Linked DNA regions of Sus scrofa: region 1 is linked to region 2. The links are chromatin contacts, called in public Hi-C maps. All regions are on one chromosome and are shown on one strand. The core of a region is the stretch at or near the end of the contact, and the rest is flanking DNA. Distances in the headings are between cores, read along the strand shown. Region 1 overlaps PCNX1 (pecanex-like protein 1). Region 2 holds the start of PCNX1 (pecanex-like protein 1).

Region 1 (6,400 bases), core at 3,203-5,702, 77 kb before region 2:
CTGCCATCAAACTTTATTCAACTCTACACCCCTGCACCAGTCCTCTCAACACTAGGAAGCAAGAATCAGCAAAAAAAGGGCAAGTTTAGAAACCCACAGCTTAATCTAAAATCAGCAAAGTACAAACCTCAAAAACCAAATATATGACTGAGAAAAACACAACGTCTTAACAGTATTATGTAAAATGTTACGAAACCATACTAATTGACTGATTTGAGTTTCTAAAACAAAGTGCAAAATATTTATCTATTTGAATCTAAAACAATTACTGCTTCCTATAGTGATCTATTTTAAGAATCATTTTGAGTGTGAGAAAGTGTCCTTTGATGCTAAATATGAATAAAGACAAAATAACTTAGTGCAGAAAACATTTTTTTCCAAACAAATGAAAACAGCTTTTTTTTTTTCTTTAGCAACTATGAAATGGATTATAAAATCAAGAATGGTGTATTTGGATTTCAGTTCTATCACAAGCCTTTTTGACATTTTAAAAGCATTAGTAATTCTCATCATTATTCTGCTTAGCAACAGCCATTTCCATCCATTTAAATGTTGATTTTAGCATTCTTTTAAATGTTTACATCTTTATCCTCTCCCTGGGCTGCCCCAGTTAACACTCTTTGTGTAATTAATCCATTATAATTAGGAATATATGGATTACCCCCAGAAGGCATGGCCTTTGCTGTCTTTAAACACTGTTTTCTTTTATTAAAGGAATGATATGCACAGAATTATTTCATCCCCTTGGCAAGCTTCTGCCAGTAAGAAGCATTACGTCACAAAACACAGGAAAACAATTTACATTACTTCTTTCTTGCTCAGCTCATGCACTCAAGTAACATTCTAAAGCTAGACAACTAAAGCAGAATTAGGCTTTGGGGCTTTGAATTCAAATCAAACTTGACTCCTGGAGCTAACATTTCTTTTCTTTCTCCAGTTTTATTGCGATATGATGAAAATTCCTTTAAATGTGAAAAGGCTGTTAGTTGTGATGTAAAAGCTTCCTTCAGTATGCAAAAATTATATATGACCTACAAAAACAATACTGTTTAAATCTGGTTATTTAGAATGCTGTCCAACATGGTAGCCACTAGCCATGTGTGGCTGTTTAAACTTAATTAAAATTAAAGAAAATGAAAAGTTGAGTTTACCAGATCCATGAACCGTACCTCAAGTGCTCAACAGCCTGTGGCTAGAGACTACCGCTGTGAACAGCACACATAAAGAACATTTCCATCGCCACAGAAAGCTGTATGGGACAGCACTGATCTAGAAGGTCAAGGATGCTTTTTTATCACCACAATCCACAATGCCTATTATGCGCTTTGCCTATTCCTGACAACTAAAACCTCAGTAAAGGAAATAGTCTCCAGCATTGCCACTAAGAAGAACATATCATATTGACAGGGCGGTCACTGGATGAAGGATAAAACAAAGCAAAGCAAACAAACCACCTGAAAGGAGAAGTGAAAGATTAGACAGTGACTCATGTACTTCTTAACGGTTCTTAGACATCAGTAAGGTTAGTTTGGGTTACAGAATTTTAAATTACTCTTTTAAACCTCAATCCAAGGCTTATTTTTTGAAATCATATTGAAGATTTCTATTTTATTGTTATAATAAACTACTGCTCAATTTACAGATCAATTCACTGCTTTTTAGAAACTTTCAAACACTGTCTAGTTTCAGATATTTTATTTCAACCAAAATAAAAGAGTAAAATTTACCCAGACACATCTTATAGAGAATAACTTAATTCATAAACGGTAGTAAAATTATTCAGACGGATGTGGAAAAGAGCAATATATGATCACTGAAAACTGAGAATGGGAAAAGGGAAATACGAAAACGTTTTCTTTGCTATTTTCGTTCTACTAAAGACTTAATGGGGTTGCTTAATTTTAAATAAAAGCTAGTTAATTCCATAGCATTAGGTCAAAAAGACAAACTATAACGTCCATTTATAGTCAAAAGGTTCTCTTGGCTTCTTCAGAAAACACATTTCTTTGCTATTAATATACCATTTATATTTTGTTATCTGCAAAAGAGCTATTAACACCATTTTTCTTAATAAAACAGCTTTAGAAACATTTGCAGGATAAAAATTTAGACATCTACTATACAACATATTAAAATAGTTATGATTACTGCCTATGATGTCCTCTGTAATATTCAGGACATAAATATTGAATGATAAAGAATATTTAATGTTTACTATAGAGCATGACTTTAACAGTAGATAGGATCAGCCATTCAAATGAAAATGCTATGCTATCATTTATGGTCAGAGCAGGCATAACTAAATGCCTCCCTTCCCCACCAGGAATGTGCTACTTATACAGAACATCTCCATTTAGAGCAGATTCCAGTGGGGGTCCAGTTCTATTGGAGCCAAGTCCCCCCCCCCCAAAAAAAAGTCTACAGCTTAAAATAATTTGCTACAAGCATATTCAGTCACATAAATTATAGCCTTACATGATCAAACTTCACTTCTACAATCCAATTGCAAAAAACTTTTTGTATCCTTTAACTTTTTAAGAGAAAAACAACTACGACAACAACAACAATCTTTTTAGCTAGATAACCAGAAAGGAGAGAGAAAAATAATTTAAACCTGGTTTTGAAGTTGACATTCTGACATTACTTAAAACTCAGTATCCTTTGGCAAAAAAAAATGGAATTAACTAGTGTAAAAATAAGAGTATAAAATGCAAACAGTAAAAATTTAGCACTACAGGTACAACTAAATTTTATGCATGTGTAGGTAAAGGAGAAGAAAAGTCACAAACATTCCAATGACTCAAAAACCATGAATTACAAGGTAGAAATAAAATACTTTCCAAGGACATATATTTAGATAAGTGAATTTTTAAATATTTTTAAAAATTATGAGTCTTGGTTTTCTAATTTTTCTGTGTTAAAAGGCTTCAAGAGACAATTTTGATTACAGTAAGTCTGAGAGAGAACTTCAGATAATTTAGCTCTTTACTTCTAGATTAGTGATACAATCATTCAATTCAAACATTTACTGAGTGCCTAAGGATAATTCATGTAGAAGGCACAGATACCCTAAGACATTTTAGAGATGTCTCAGGATCTCTGAGACATCTCTAAGAGGGTCTCATCTATTCCCAAAGATCACAAGAAAACAAAATATACACCAAAATATACACACCTCCCACCTAAGGAGTTAAATCCCATTTTGTCTCAACAAGTTAAGCAAAACTCCACGCATTCTACACTGAATTATTTTAATGCATTATTTTTTAATATGGGGGTATTAAAACAACAAGACTACCAGTTTGTTTTACTCCATGAATGAAAACAAGGAAAGCACTAAAGGCACTAACACACTTTCAGGATGACAGCGATACACAAAGGAGTACAATTTGGTGAGGTAGGAGGTGAGGGTTGTTTATATCTCAAAAATGTAAAGTTATGAGCAAAAATACGGTATAGAAAAAGACGCTATTTAAAAATGATGTGAAGCATGGAGCTCCTGCTGTGGCACTAGGGGACTGGTGGCATCTCTGCAGCACCAGGATGCAGTTGATCTCGGACCAAGCACAGTGAGTTGAAGGATATGGCATTACCACGGCTGTGCCAAAGGTCTCAGCTTGGCTCAGTTTCAACCCCTGGCTCGGGAACTCCATATGCCACAAGGTGGCCGAAAAAGGGAAGAAAAGGGGGGGTGAGGGGAAGATATAATCATCATTTCTAAACATTGTAATTAATTACCTTTAATTTTCTAGAAAGATAGTCATACTCGAATATAATGGCATAGTGACATTCCATTCCAATGCTATGTCCCTCATTTTATGGGTGAAAAAGAAGTCAAGGAATAGAGAGGTTAAAACGTGTCCATTCTTAGTAAATGAGAGAATTTGGGATTTTAAGTTTCACTGTCAGATGCCAGAGTGTCCAGTTATGCTCTACGGACACTCAACTCTTTCTTAAGGCTTTCTGTTTCCAGATACATTGATCAGAGTCCTAAGTTTCTATTTCATTGTGTATGTTATTAGATGTGACATATTTATGTGACTCTCTGCAAAAGTAGCACAATGAATTGTATATATTTTGTCAATGAAACCTGATAATTGATTAAAAATAACAACAAAAAAGGATATAATTGTTAGGTCTCTGAAATGGGGGACTAATCTTACTATTCTTTTTCACTCAAATAGCTTAATGGTTTGTTTGGTATATTGCTAAGTATTTGATGCTTAATTAACACATCAGCACCATCCTCCTTCCAATTAATGCAAATGATATTAACATATTTATTATAAATATTGAAGCCTTTATAATATAGATTATGGGAGGACTGAACAGAAATATTCAGCTTGCCTTTGGGTTTAATATTTTTTGTAGGCTGACTGCCATGATGACTAACATGCTGTAACTATGCTGTTACGCATTAAATATCATGGAAATGTGAAAGGAAAATGATGTGACTCATACAGCTGACTGCTTAGTGAAAGGATTCATAAGTAATATGTTACTTTCTAGTTGTTATACAGCGCTATGGCTGGCCTCCTGTGACATTTCAATTGCTATTAAATGAATAATAAAAACTTAGAAGAAACTGCTCAGGGGGCCATGTCTATTGTAGGAAAAAAGGAGTAAATCTGTGAAGATCATGAAAATTAAAATGTGTGTGTTAGTACCACAAATAGATCAGAAGCAAGCTGCTGAAGCAAACACTTTACAGAAAAAGAACAAAGTATGAAACATATATAATATCAGAAAATTAAAAGATACATGCAAACATTCTGAAATATTCTTCAAGGTAAAAATTACTTAGGAATAAAGTTACTAGGAGTTCCTGTCATGGCTCAGCAGAAATGAATCCGACCAGGAACCATGAGGTTGCAGGCTCAATCCCTGGACTAGCTCAGTGGGTTAAGGATCTGCTCAGTGGTACAGATTGCAGACTCGGCTCAGATCTGGCATTGCTGTTGCTGTGGCTGTGGTGTAGGCTGGCAGCTGTAGCTCCAATTAGACCCCTGGCCTGGGAATCTCTACGCGCCTCAGGTGCAGCCCTAAAAAGCAAAAAGAATAAAGTTACTAGGAGTTTCCCTGTGGTGCACTAGGTTAAGGATATGGTATTGTTTTGCTGTAGCTGTGGTGTAGGCCGGCGGCTACAGCTCTGACTAGACCCCTAGCCTGGGAACCTCCTTATGCCATGGGTGCAGCCCTAGCAAAGACAAAAAGAGAAAAAGACAAAAAAAAAAAAAAAAAAGGGATATGGTATTGTCACTGAAGTGGCTCCGGTCACTACTGTGGCCTGGGGTCAATCCCTGCCCAGAAACTTTCATATGACATGGTACAGTGAAAAAAAAGAATAAAGTTACTAACGAAGAACTAAATGTTCAAATGATTTTGCAAAAAAAAAATTTTAAAGGGAATATTTGTCTTAGGCATAAAATCCATTTTAACCTAAACATCTTTTCTCTTTCTTACTTTCCACGTCAGTCAAGAACAATGCTGCTAACATCAGCATGAAAAGATTTTGTTCTAATATACAAACAAATGCTTATAAACAGCATTTTCCAGGAGGCCAAAGAACAAGAAATCTACTGCACAATTTCTAAGCACTCGTTCTGAATTAAAATAATTCCCATCTATGAAAACACTTTAAGGGACTACTCTATTTTTTGATATATAAACCAACAAAATTATTAGCTGTATCTCAAGTTAGAGAATTTGCATATTCTTACGATACTTTCCATAATCCCAGGCAGCCAAACAAATACAGCTGGGCAGAAGAAGTTAAAGATACTCTGGAGTCATTAGCACAAGGAACAGTTCTAAAAGATACAGTGTGAGGATGACTTACTTTCATAGAGGGTCCCTAATCATTTTAATCCTTTGTGAATGGTCTGATAGACCCTCTCTCCAGGAAAACTGCATTCAGAAACCATTTTGAATATATTTTCAGGAGAGGCACTTAATAAGGGGTCATTAGGAAATGGTATATATTTGAAGAAACATTTGAAAAAGAGAACTTGCTTAGAAATGATTAAAAGGCATCATTATCTTAAGTTTTCACAACAAATCTACATACAAAGCACTTTAATAGATGGAAGCTTATTACAGTCTGATCGTTAACTGTGAGACAGGCCTAAACCGTTTTACAATGGAGGAAACAATTATTACTGTTTTACAATTGAGGAAACTGAAACACAGGTTTAAGGGCTTGCCAGACTATCTAGTTAGTAACTAGAGGTGGTACTGAAATGTCACTGATTCCTTATCCAGAACTTTACTGTTGCTAGAAAGAATGGGCTGATTTTGGGAATTTGATACATAAACTCTTATTTGCCTCATCAATAAAACATCTCTTATCTTGATATTGTTTTAAGAGAAGACCATTTCTTCAAGTAACTGAAGCACCCAA
Region 2 (7,027 bases), core at 4,275-6,774:
TACACGCTGCACTCTGAGTGACTTAGGGTTTCTCAAGAGTCATTTGTATTTGATTTTTCAATAATTCTATGTATTATTTTTTGTCATGCATATTGATATTGAACCTAACCCCCAGATAAGATGTGACTCCACCACCTAACCCCCAGGTAAGATGTGACTCCACCACAAAACAGAGCTCATCACCATACTCCCCGCACACCCAACTATTCTACATCAGTTAAGGTGTTAAGGCACACATATATACTTAAACATTTCATTCAGCATCATTTATTCACAACTTAATATAAGCCAAACACAAGAGCAGACACCAGATACACACTGCCAAATAAATCAGATATGGTCTCTGCCCTCACTGGACTTACAAGACATTGGGAGGAGCGAATGTCAGAGACAGCAAACAAGCTTGCAAAGATCTAAATACGTGTTTGTGATAAACACCACAGAAGAAAGTTACAGAATGGAACAAGGGAAAAGAGAGAAAACCTGTTTATGGTTGTCACCTCCCGACTTTTAAGCTCACCCCTAAAGACCCAGGAGGCAGCCTGCCAAGATCTGGGGTGGGGGGACATATCCCTTCAGAAGACACAGCAAGTGCAAAGGCCCCACAGGAGGAGCAAGCCCAGTAGACCGAAGGAACAGAAAAGCAGCCAGTGTGACCACAGCACAGTGGGAAAACTGCATCAACTGCAGAGAAAGGTGGAACTGGCTTTGAGGAGGCCTCAGTAAAGATAACGGATTTTATTCTAAGTACAAAAAAAAAAAAAATAATTGCACGATATAAAAAAGGGGGAATGGCATGAACTGATGTCCCTTACTTTGTGGAAAAAGAGCTGTGTAGAAGGGCAAGAATAGAAGCCAAGATAGTAGTGCAGACAACAAACAGCATGAACTAGAAAGTGGAAAGGAAGGTTTGAGATATTCCATCAGTGGAAGTGGTTAAGACTTGCTCATAAGGTGAAAAAGAGGGGGATGGTATGAGCAACTAGATACAAGATGGTACCATTAACTGGGAAGAAAAACAACTAGTTTTGTAGGGGGGTGGGGGCCTTAGGAGGGAATCAGGGACGTTTTAGATATGCCTGTGAGACAGCCAAGAGATTGTTAGGTAAGCAGCTGAATATAAGTCAGGGGCATATTGATAAAAGTTCTTTAAACTGACCAAGAGTGTGTATAAAATATAGCAGGTCACACTCCAGATCATCTGCATCAGAATGAATGCGCCCATGTGCACATTTTTAACATGTCCAAGTGATTCTGATGTCAACTGCAGTCTCATGGTTCATCACCTATGGATATCATTCATAAGAAAACATTACATTGACCATTAATATGTGAAGATAATGGTCTGATTTACTGTCTAATTTCCTCTAGTCATACATTATAGAGAAAATACTGTACTAATTAGCCCTTGCAAATGACATTGACTGATGGCGGCTCTGAAGGTGAATAATTTCTTCCATTTCATACTGTCTCGCAAGATATCTCACAAGTAAATCAAGGTTCAAAAGGTGCAGAGTCTTGCCCAAAGGGCACCCAATCAATAAAAAAGCCAAGACTCAAAAATCAAGATAACGCCAACTCCAATCTGCTTTCCATCACATGAAAAGGCCACAAAACTCACCATCTGTGACACGTACACACATAATTATGACAAGATAAAAGAGGGTGAGTGTCTTAAGGAAAACAGAAGAACAATGAAAGTAAGAAAAAAGAATTACTTCTTGATTTTCATTACTTCGAAGTTGTGTAATTGTATAAATTCCACTTTTCAAAGTATCCACAAAAGCTACTAATAGCCAAAGTGTTTGAATCCTATACAAAAAGCCCTAAGACTCTCTAATTCAACATACAACCTCTTCAAAGAGATCTCAAAAACAAAACAAAACAACAACAACAACAAAAAAACCGGCAGGGGCAGGGAGGGGTACCTGAACCTGGGCTTTAAAAGCCCTGTATAATGAGTCTCTAAGGGCTCAACCTCGGGTGTCCTCATTAGTAAAATGAGGACACAGGGTTTGAGATAAAGAACACACTTAGTAGTCATTATCATTTATAAATATTATTGGAAGTGTATACAAATAATCTATAATGATCTGACACTTTATTTTAACATGGAATGCTGGATTTTGGTTCAAATGTATACTTCAGACTATCTACCTCAATATTCTATTCCTAGAATGCTTCCTAAAACATTACTAATCTTCTTTGCTAACTGCCCCTAGGCGAGGATCAATCCCCTGACTAAGTGCTCAGGGTCATTATGTACTAATCATTTCACAACAGTTCTAATGCTTATAACTGTTCATTATCCCAAGCTAGACTTGAAGTTCCTTGAAGGCAAAAGCTATGTCTTGTTCATTTTTAATCATCATTTAAATCTGAGTACTTACTACGTGCTTGGCACTGACCTAGGTCTTGACAATACCGCAGTAAACAGTCTCTGCCCTCTTAGAGCTTATATTATAGTGGGATAAGAGAAACATTAAGTATAAATATGTATCAATTTGAAATAAGTGCAATTAAATAAAGGAAGGTAAGGGGGCTGGGAAGTATCTCAGGAGCTGGGAAGCTGCTATTTTACACAGGTTATGAAGGAAAGCCTCACACACAACTGAAACCTGATATAAATGTAGCATGTAAGTCACACAGATATCCACCTGGAGGGGAAAAGCCATCCAGACAGAGAGAGAAGAGCAAGTGCAAAGGCCCTGAGGCAGGAATGGCTATTGTGTGGGAAAACTTGTAAGAGGGCAAATGGGGGGGGGGGGAGATACATGGGAGGGGTGGCTCTGAGAGCAGAATGCCTCCATCTGACTAATGTTATAAAGAATCACTCAGGCATTTTTATGAAGAATAGAGAATAAAGAATGCAAGCAGCGACTCTCATTAGAACTTGCAATATCCTGGGAGAGACATAACAATGGCTTGAATTAAGAGAGAAGTGATGATGATTAGCTGGATTCTAGTTATGTTTTCAAGACAGAACCCACAAGATTTGTTGGTGAACTGGACATGAAAGAAACAGGAAGAAAAGAATCAGCTTTTTAAAGTTTTTAGGAAGAGAGCCCATAAACTTAAACAAGAAGGTTAGAGAAGCAATTTATATTTTCCTAGAACCCAGCAAACTGCCCAGCACATAGCAGACACTCAAATATTTGTGAATTAAATTAAATTGAATAAACTCCCAAAATGAAGGAGTAAACTCAATGTATGGATCTACATTTGCTCTAAGTTTCCTTTAGTAATGTTTGTTAGTTACACCAAGAGTCTTAGCCACTAACACCGGTCTCAACATGGAAACTTTACACCAGAATATAGCAACTAATCCTGATATCTCAAGAACCAGCTTCAGTTTTAAATCTACAATTCTCCTGGATATAAAAGAAATCAGCTATGATAAACTCTGTGACAGCCTGAGGATTCTTACACCCAAAGTAATTAACCTGTTCGTTAATGATGTCATATTCCTGGAAGATAAAGAAGTGCAAATAGTACTAACTCCCTAGGCCAGAATTAATTGAAAACTAAAACACTTCGTGATAAATTTTCAGACAGGGACAAGACTGAACAAGTCCCCTAAAAAAAATAATCCATCAGTCATCAGCAATTTCTTACATGACTTTTTTACCTCAAGCAGCATGTCCCTCCCAAACAATTTCAATGAAAAAGGTGAAATTTAGCACATCTTCCTCCAGTTGTTCTGCCAATTAGCGAAAATGGGCTTCACTTCGGAAAGAACTGGGTATCCTCACCTTTAACACTGATGTAGTCATATTCCCAGACCTTCTCATCCAGCATCCTTACTACAGCTCCACGAAGAAGCATAAAGTCAACAGAAATACACTCAAAGGCCTCCTAAAATAAAGTTACAAACCTTACCTCCCTTCCGGTCACTTTTAAAGTTTTAACTGAAGCTTAAGTATCACCTCTCTTCCATATTAGTCTCCCTAATGCCCCACCCTAACCTAATGTGTTTTAAAAAAAGAAAATGCGCTTACAACTTTCAGTGAAAATACAGGTTAAAAAGCTAGATCATTCGGGGAAGCTGAAGAAGCTGATCGTACCGAATTCAGCAACAGGCAGTACTTTCTCTTTCCTATCAGTAAAAGGCCTTGAACCAACCCAAACAAATCTGCTGAAATGCCAGCCAAATTTCCCCGTATCTCCCCCGCTCCCTCCCCCCAAAGCTGGCCTGGAAATAACAGTCACCGACCAAGGCGCTGAACAGAACTGAACCAGTGGTAAGCAAAAATAGGATTTTGAGAGGCAGGAAGAGTGAGAGCCAGATTTTCAACCACCACGTCTAAGCGAGTTAAGGGCCCGGATGCCCCACAAATACATTCCAAACCGAGCGGCACACGCTCTTCCCCCGCTCCAAAGGCTCCGCACGCGGATTAGAGGCGAGGTGGAAGGAGAGTACTCCCCGGAGAGGCGGAGCGAGAACCGCCTCGGGGGAAGGGAGTGCCCAAGGGGTGCCCGGCGCCCGAGGAACGGAGCGCAAATAAGCACGCGTGCCAGGGATGGAGGCGGCGGCCCCTTGGGAGCACAATGCTCGGCGCCCACCCCAAATGCGGAGGCAGGGAGCCCCCGTCAGGCTTTACCCACCCGGGTAGAAAGGGGGGGGGCAGGATCAGGAACCTCGAAGGAGGGGCCTAGGAAGCAACTCTTTCCCCGTAAACGGGCTGGGCACCCCCACCCCAGGGTGGGGCGCGGAGGGAGGCGGGGGCTGCTGCTGATCCGCTTCTCCCGTCATCCCTGAAATAAGGGAAGCCCTCCAGGGAGAGAAGAGCGGGGAGTACGCGTGGGGGAGGGGAGCACTAGAGCCAAGGGGGCGGTGGGCCCGCGGGGGATCGGGACAGTACGGGGAAGGCGAAGAGGGCGCACTCCCCGCCCGGAGCCAGGGAGGCGCGACCGCCCGCTGGACTCGGGGAACCCGGCCAGCCAGAAGGGGGTTAGGAGCCACCCTCCTCCCCGCCCCCACAACTCACCATGTAGAGGGTGAAGGGTAGGCCGAGCAGAAAGAGCCACAGGTAGAGGTGCAGCGCGTTCACGAACGTGGCCTGGTGCGGGTCGTAGTACCATCCCCCGCTGAGAGCGGCCCACACCCCCTGCCGGAGGATCTGCAGCGTCTGCGACCCCATCCCCACCCGGCGCCGCCTCCGCCGCCGCCGCCGCCGCCGCGGTCCCCGCCCCGGCCCCAGCTCTGCCTCGGTCACCAGAGCCCGCAGCTGCCCCGTCTATCCGCCTCCGGAGCTCCGGGAGAGCGGGCCGGCGCTTCGGCGGTCGCTAGGGCTGCTGCAAGAGGAGGAGGAGGAGGCAGCGAACGAGGAGGAGGAGACCGAGGAGGAGGCGGCGAGCGGCGGGGCGGAGGAGAGCGGAGAAGAGGAGACCGGCCTCCAGAGCGCAGCCGCCATCTTGTCTCCTAACACCCGGAGCCGGGCCCCCGCCGCCCGCGGCCCGCCAGCGCCGCTGCCGCCACCGCCGCCGCCGCCGCGACCCCCGCCGGCCGCCAGCCCTGGGCCAGGCGGAGAAGGAGGCCCGGCGCCCGGGAGCGACCGGGAGCAAGCCGCGCCCCCTCCGGCTCCTCCTCTCCTCTCCCTCCGCCCCCTGGGCCGGCTCCCCACGGGTGCGCGCAGCCCCTGCGCCGCCGCGGGCGCCTCCTGCCGGCGCCCGGGAGAAACGCTCGCGAGCCCAGGCCTGGGGGCGGGGCTGCCGAGGTTCCGGGGACGGAGAGTCCGGGCTGTGGGAGACCCCTCTGTGTTCCCGCCTCGCGACCCTGGCAAGTTCCGTGAGCAGTCCAGAAACCGGGTCTTCCACTCTCCAAAGCCTTAACTTTGGAACCTTGTCAGCATCCTGGCTGACGTTTTATATTTATTAAAGACCTGGGAACAACGAGGCTAATATCCAAGATACTCACTGAAGACGTGAAAGAATTAGGTACAGCTGATGACGATTGAAAAGAATCACAAATGCACCCAATTTGAGCAAGAACTGTGTTGGCCCGTGGAATGAGCTGGAGGCTCTTGACAGAAAAATAACCACGGCCAGGATTGGACAGATTTACTACGTGCAAAGACAGATTAAATTAATAGAAGTTGTAAGAGATGTAAAAGTATGGGCTGGACAGCTTGATCATTGTACATGGTGATTTTATTTTTTTAACGTGCTGTAACTTGCAGCCATTTTTATTAATGGGCCAATCTAAACAGGGTTGAAAGATTAACTGTGGCTCCACCCCAATTCACAATAAGATCTTGCACTTTTTATAGCTGTAAAGACTGGGAATCATTCTTGGCTCTGTGTAATGTTTATAAGGCACGTCTGATCTCATTGAATGAAATTTTTTTAAAAAGAGTTTGCAGTTTGAGTTTATGATAGCAATAAAAGTACTCTGTATTCTTGGATTAAAGTTGCTATAATTAACAAGAAAAGAGAGCCAAAAGAAACCGGGGGTGAAGTTTTCAGAAGAGTATTGAAAACCTATTGCAATACCTCCCAGAGTCACTTCACAGTTCAGGAATTTCCACATCCATTTCATTTGACCTTCACAATACTCCTGTTAAGAACAGCCTAGAGGCTATCCTTATTTTATGAATTAGGAAACCAGAGTTCAAAGAAACTAAATGATTGCCCAAGTTCTCTCAAGTAATAAGTGGTTGAGAAGACTTCTGCAACCAGCAGTCGTCTTAAATGCATGAACTGAATTTTGGCAGTTTATTTCGCAGCACTTTACATCTTATCTGTTCAGATAAGAGTTTGAACTGGTGGATAACTGCTCAGCTTCTGGTCACCTGTGGCCAGCTTAAACGAATGACCAGTTCTCAAAGTGTAAGCCCAAGACCAGCTGTGTCAACATCACTAAGAACTTGTTAGAAATGCAAATTCTCAGGCATCACTCCGGAGAAACTCCGGGTGTGAGATCTAGCAATCTGTTTTAACAAACCCTCCAGAAGATTCTAATCTACCTTAAAAGTTGAAACTACCATGTAGAACACCACCACCCCCCGCCTTGATTTGTTCAATTCCT

The links. Hi-C and Micro-C count contacts between places; a contact is called where the count stands out from the background.
Region 1: a Hi-C map of embryonic fibroblasts shows a contact between it and region 2, with 4 times the contacts expected there. The contact joins the enhancer-like site here to the promoter of PCNX1 in region 2. A contact is called at or near these places in 11 of 47 Hi-C or Micro-C datasets (blood, embryonic fibroblasts, fetal heart ventricle and 5 more) and 2 of 2 datasets of contacts at active chromatin or transcription factors (alveolar macrophages and skeletal muscle).

Annotation. Positions count from the first base shown.
Region 1 is chr7:94,519,578-94,525,977 of Sscrofa11.1, reverse strand. The region is part of intron 6 of PCNX1 (pecanex-like protein 1); the gene reads right to left. Among named protein-coding and RNA genes, the nearest start is that of PCNX1, 78 kb to the right of the region's middle. Within about 2 kb of position 4,452, at least 7 of the 83 cell types and tissues checked have an H3K27ac peak or open chromatin away from gene starts, as enhancers often do. A contact at or near this core is called in embryonic fibroblasts, where this site is marked.
Region 2 is chr7:94,443,498-94,450,524 of Sscrofa11.1, reverse strand. PCNX1 (pecanex-like protein 1) reads right to left here and starts at 5,524. Exons shown (of 34, transcript XM_021099425.1): 1 at 4,989-5,524. The coding sequence starts at 5,141.